Linked DNA regions of Zea mays: region 1 is linked to region 2. The links are chromatin contacts, called in public Hi-C maps. All regions are on one chromosome and are shown on one strand. The core of a region is the stretch at or near the end of the contact, and the rest is flanking DNA. Distances in the headings are between cores, read along the strand shown.

What was found. A called contact is a pair of places that touch in the nucleus more often than the background predicts.
Region 1: a Hi-C map of ear shows a contact between it and region 2, with 3 times the contacts expected there. The contact joins the promoter of LOC100279412 here to the promoter of LOC100126430 in region 2. A contact is called at or near these places in 15 of 25 Hi-C or Micro-C datasets (bundle sheath, ear, endosperm and 4 more) and 2 of 3 datasets of contacts at active chromatin or transcription factors (leaf and seedling).

What each region holds. Positions count from the first base shown.
Region 1 is chr9:134,761,811-134,764,776 of Zm-B73-REFERENCE-NAM-5.0, reverse strand. LOC100279412 reads left to right here and starts at 1,325. Exons shown (of 3, transcript NM_001317819.1): 1 at 1,325-1,504; 2 at 1,741-2,039; 3 at 2,142-2,611. The coding sequence starts at 1,775. The coding sequence ends at 2,293. LOC109942446 (a long non-coding RNA gene) reads right to left here and starts at 2,402. Exons shown (of 2, transcript XR_002265295.2): 1 at 2,110-2,402.
Region 2 is chr9:134,603,418-134,606,117 of Zm-B73-REFERENCE-NAM-5.0, reverse strand. LOC100126430 (aberrant pollen transmission 1) reads left to right here and starts at 1,297. Exons shown (of 25, transcript NM_001112596.1): 1 at 1,297-1,907; 2 at 2,066-2,177; 3 at 2,286-2,582. The coding sequence starts at 1,759.

The DNA of each region.
Region 1 (2,966 bases), core at 76-2,575, 160 kb before region 2:
CTTTTAAACTCTGTTAAATTTGTTTTTTATTTCTGTTAAATAATCAAATGGTATTTAAGTGTGGGTGTTTCAGTTGATAATGGCACTTGGACGAAACCCTTATATTTGATGGTAATTTGGCGAAACCCAATTCTTATAATGGTATAATTGAGTTGTGATGGATAAGATTTGAGTGACATCGACATCTTAAATATCCAACTTTGAATATACAGATATGAATATAAATCAGATACGGATCGAAAACTGAATATCCAAATTCGAATAAGGATCGAATCTTATCCCTCTTAGACAGATCGAATTCTATTACAGACGAATAATATATATACCATTTACATCCATATTTATTTGTTTTCATTGATCAATCTTCACAAATATTGACTGGCCTCCATCTTACTTTTAAAGGAAAAAGAGTAAAATATACCACATGTAGAACAATAATATGTATGATGGATGTAGATATAGATCATATATAACTTGTAAAATGATTAAGACATAATTTTAACCTATGGTGCATTCGAGACACCGAGATTTAATCAGATTAGAGGAAGTAAATATAGTGTCCAAGTGCTAGCAGTAAATTTGTCTCCACTAGATCATGCATATGAGATGGGAATGGAGGTAGGATACGTAAACGGTAAATCGCTGGAGACAAACTAACTCCAAAAACTCTCATAGCAGACCCTAAAGCTCCTTCAAAAATTGGCGTGACTTAAAAAAACTGGCTTATCAACTTGCCACACACACACGTGGTCTCCTCATGCTCCTAATTGCCATAAACTCGTTCCCTACTTCCCTAGTGCATCAAAATACCATCTCCACGCCCCCTGCTGCCACGACTTCATCCGAAGGGTAAAAAGACTTTGCTTCTGTATTAGCAGGCGCTTGACCGTGGCATGTCCAATTGTAGCTGTTGATTGTTGGCTCTATCCTTAGCCGATCATGTCTAGTCCAACGCTACTTCGAGTGACGGATGTAGGGGTGGGGTTCTAGCTCTCCCACTGTTCCGAGTCCATTTATGTGACCCATCTGAGATTTTTGGAAATGGCAGACAGTAACAGCCTATCGGGGAGTGCTGTGCCTGTGATTCGTCTTTCTTTTTCATTTGAAGAATTTGTGTTTTGCTCACATATATATGATGACACAACCGATGGTCGCCGCCGCCGCACACGGACGGACAGGCCCAGCACAGCCCGGAAACTGCCTTGCGGCGACACGTTTTCCTGTCCGGCCCAGCAGCAGCAAGGAGGAAGGTTCGCTCGGTCGCTGGGCCTGGCTCCGCGTGCCGTCCCACCTATAAATGCGAGTCCTCGCCGAGTCCACTAGGGCATTGGGAGCTCACTCGCTGGTCGTTGCCTGCTGCGGATTGCCCCCAGGCGGCCCCACTCACTCCGCTGTTGATATTTCGTTTGGTTCTCCTTTCCGTCTTGTCCGTCGCCGAGGCCTTCTTCCCCTCGCTCCCCAGCTCCAGCAGGCAGATCAGATCCATCCAACCACGAACAGGAAGGTGAGCGCCGGGAACGAGCCCTCCGTCCTCCTACTAGCTGCGATCCGTAGCCTTGCGTCGCTTTCGCGCCTAGTCTAGATCGCCACGTTCTAGATCTGTGGTGTTTTACTTTCCCGGGTGCGGGTGGTCGAATCCTTCCATCCACCAGGAGAGCTCGTGGCTTGTCTTTGATTAGCTCGGTCTCCCCTGTGTCCGTGATCTGATATACGTCCGGATCTGTCTGCTGTAATCATCAGGAAGGTAGGAGGCCTGAGGGGCTGAAGTTGAACCATGAGTGCCGTCGCGGTTTCGTCGTCGCTGAACCCGAACGCGCCGCTCTTCATCCCGGCGGCGCTGCTGCAGGTGGAGGACTTCTCGCCGCAGTGGTGGGACCTCATCACCACCACCGCCTGGTTCCGCGACCACTGGTCCCGCGAGCACGCCCACCTGGACGAGATAGCCGAGCAGCTCGAGTTGGTCGCCCTCCTTGCCTACGATGAGGATGAGGACCTCTTCTACGGCGAGCAGGCCCCCGCCGCCGCCGCCCTTAAGACAGGTACGGATCTCTCTCTTACTCTTCCACCGATTTTTAGATTTGCCTAAAAGACGAATCATAGTGAGCTCACCCGCGTACGTTGGTGTGCTTTTCCTCCGCCAGATTCGGTGCTCAAGGCGCTGAACTTGGGTTCCCCGAAGAGCGGCGACGCCCCGCGGGGGTTCCGGGAGAAACCCAGGCACTCCGAGAAGCCGACCAAGTACGCCGGCAGCCCCAAGAGCAGCGCTCCTCGCGTGATCCACCAGCCTCGCTAGGTTCGCTGGCCGGCCCCTGATGGGGACTCGGTGACTCACATGGAAGGCTGCTGCCTCTCTAGCAGCATCTGCTACTGGCTGCAGCTGCCGTCGGCGTCGTGGTCTGTCTGTCAAAGTCGAAGTAAAAAAACGTGAGTAGTTGTACTACTGTAGAAGTTTCTTTTGTATAGCATGCACGTAAGAAATGACCAAAAAATATAACAAGAATGCAGCTGTTAGTTTACTGCTGCTCTCCTCGTGTGTCTAGGGTGCACTTCTGTAAGCAAACGTATATGATGTGTAATGGCAGACAGCTTAATGTTACAACTAGCTCTTCTACTGTTCTTGGTGCATGTTGCTTTCCTCCGACGAATTCACTGACTGGTCCACACTGATGTGCATGTGCGAGCAATCATTGTTCGGTGAGTTGGATGGTCTTATCTAGACAGACATGGGAGAGCCCAAGACCTTAAAATATTGTGGATAAGTTCAATCGTGCCTGACAGTCTCAATGATCCGGGCAAAGCTAATTTGTGAACAACTGATGTAAGTCACGTGTCCTTAATTACCACAGTAGCCACGATGGCATGGCAGGAAAAGAATGGTGTTACATATCCGGTAGATATGGAAGCTGACATATTGCACATATTAAATTATCATTATTCATTTTAGATATAACGTCTCTAGTTGATTA
Region 2 (2,700 bases), core at 48-2,547:
CAACTTGCGCCAGTCTCTCGCTATAATAATATTTGTTTTACATACTTGCCTATAGAAATTCAGTCTTTCAATGCACATTGAGAATAGCTACCAAGCAATTAATAAGTTCTAACTGTACTTGTGCTGCTAGCAAATTGTTTATGTTCTAGGAAAGTATTATGCCAAAAAATATGATCTTATTTCCCATGACTGTTATGTTTTTTAGATGTTTTTCTTCCTCTCGTCATGGACAAGTGTTGGAATAATATATGATTGAACAAATGACATTCTCTGCTTCATGCCTCGAAAATCTGTTGATACAATTGTTTGAATATTTAGTTCTATATTCCTGTAGTGTGCACTATTTAAAGTTACACCTAATTGCAGTGTTGCTCTCATGAGCAGAAAGTCTCTGTTTCTAGCTTTAGTTTAGTTGCTTTGATATTAGACACTTTAATTTGGTGAAATTATTGTTTTTATGTTATGTTTTACTAGTGATCAACAGTCAATTGTATGCAAAAGCTAGAAGGAGAGTTAGGATAGTAAGTAGTTCCAGTGCAGTTTTGGAGATGTTTCAGGATTCATATTTTAACATTTGTAGTATTTATCTTACTATGGTCTGCTGAAATGTCACTTCTTTGAGCAGGTCGTGATCAGGGTTTCTAAGGATAACTTGGCATGGTTGGAGCACACAATAGTATTGTGCGAAGCATATCCCTTGATGCACACACACGACCTGTTGTTCGTTAGTGGACCTGCAGCTTATGACTGTAATGCTATAAGTTCCCCTATTTGATGCTTTATCATGTACTAAACCCTGTAATAATGGTGCTCGCTAGACATTTGCGTGAACTTTGCTGCTGAAAGAGAAAGATATCACTTGTATGCTGATGAAATACATCACTTATATGTTGAAAGACACTTCTATATCATCTTGTCTTGTATATGACTTGACAAGGATTAAACAAATGGACTTGAGGCAGGGATTAAACCATAAATACTAATTTGGTGACCAGTGATCACGGGGGATTGGAGAGGATTGAGGGGAAAATTAGTTTATTTTCTTCCCAACCCCCTCCAATCTTTCGTGACCCCCTTGTCACCAAATCAACCCTAAGAGGATTAAATTTCCAAGAGGATTGAGTGAGATCCACTCAATCCCTATCTAGATTAAATTCACTTATGGCTATTTTGGAAACCCTATTTTTCAAAGGGATTTTTATTTTTCTAAGTAAAATTAGTTTATTTTTCTTGAGAAATTAGAAATCTTAATTCCCTGCAACGGAACAATCTCCAATAGAGTAAATAACCATCCCATGTTGGATCTTGAGGACCCGCTGTATCCACCGTTCCACCGTCCACGCGGCGCTTGGCTTGGACGCGGCGCTGTGCGCGGTACGGGCGTACGCCCGTGCCAGTTCCGGGTATGTTTTTTATGGAATTTTGACTCGGACGTGGGTAACCGCCGCGCCACTCCGCCCGCACCTTTTTTCCTCCCCACCCGGACCGGCCACCCCCTTCGCTTCCCCCGGAAATGGCGCGCCACCTCTTCCCCACTCCGCTCCTGGCCACCCTCTCCTCTCCATTACTCCAGTCCGCGATTCCGCACCATCTCCGCTCAGCCCCGCGCTTCCCCTCAACTTTCCACAACCTCGACCAATCGGATCCCGCACGGAGCGCGCGCCGCGATTGCTCGCCGTCGTGGCGACCTCGCATTCTTCTGCAAGGAAGGGTTTGATGCCATGACGGAGTGCTAGAGGCCGAGGAGGAGAGTCGAAGATGATGCTTGGGCTAGTGCAGCTGCTGGTGGGGTTCGTCGTCGCCTGGGAAGCCGTCGAGCTCGTCCTCCGCCACGGCCTCCTCCTCTCCGTCTTCAAGCTCGCCATCCTCGCCGCCCTCGCCGCTGCGGCCGGATGCGTCGCTATCATGTACGTTCGCTCCCCTCTTCCTCCCCTTTCCACGAAGCCTCACCGGATGAAATCGTTCGTTATTTTACGCTTTACGAGTATACGTTATGTTCTCAATTCTCGGAATGGGATGGGGTAATGGCACTCAAGAGTTCGTGTGTTGCGAACTCCAATCGCAGCTTCTTCGCCAGGGCGGTAGCCTGGGTACTCCAACGCGCGGCCAAGCTCTCCATCGGTTGCCGCTCCTACGGCTTCAATTACCTGAGGGACATCACCATTTCATCACCGAAGGTACCTCCCCGCCTACCTGCTTTCGTGGCCTCTCATTCCTCCACGGTCCACGCCAATGGCAATGCCAATCCTGACATATGACCCATCCGCGTTTGCACTGCATTTCAGGGCGCTGTTGAGTCTATCTGCATTGGTGAAATTAGACTTGGCCTGCGGAAACCGATCACCCAGCTGGGATTTACAGTACTAACCCATGGCCCAATCCTGCAACTGCAAATCTCTGATTTGGATGTTGTCCTCAGGCAACCTGTGAAATCCACTAACAAGAAGAAACCCGCCCCTCGCAAACCGATCTCAACCACAACAGCTAAAGCAAAAGGAAAATCCAAAGGACAAGTAAAATGGAGGCTCATAACAAGCATGGCCAGTCTGTTGTCATTATCCATAGTGGAGCTGAGGCTTAAGGTACTGCCTACTATACAGATACTTAAATTTCATCGATCATAGTTATATTGTTATGAACACTCACAATTTTGTGAATGACATCTTTCTCCCAGCAATCCCATAAACATTATTTCCCTGT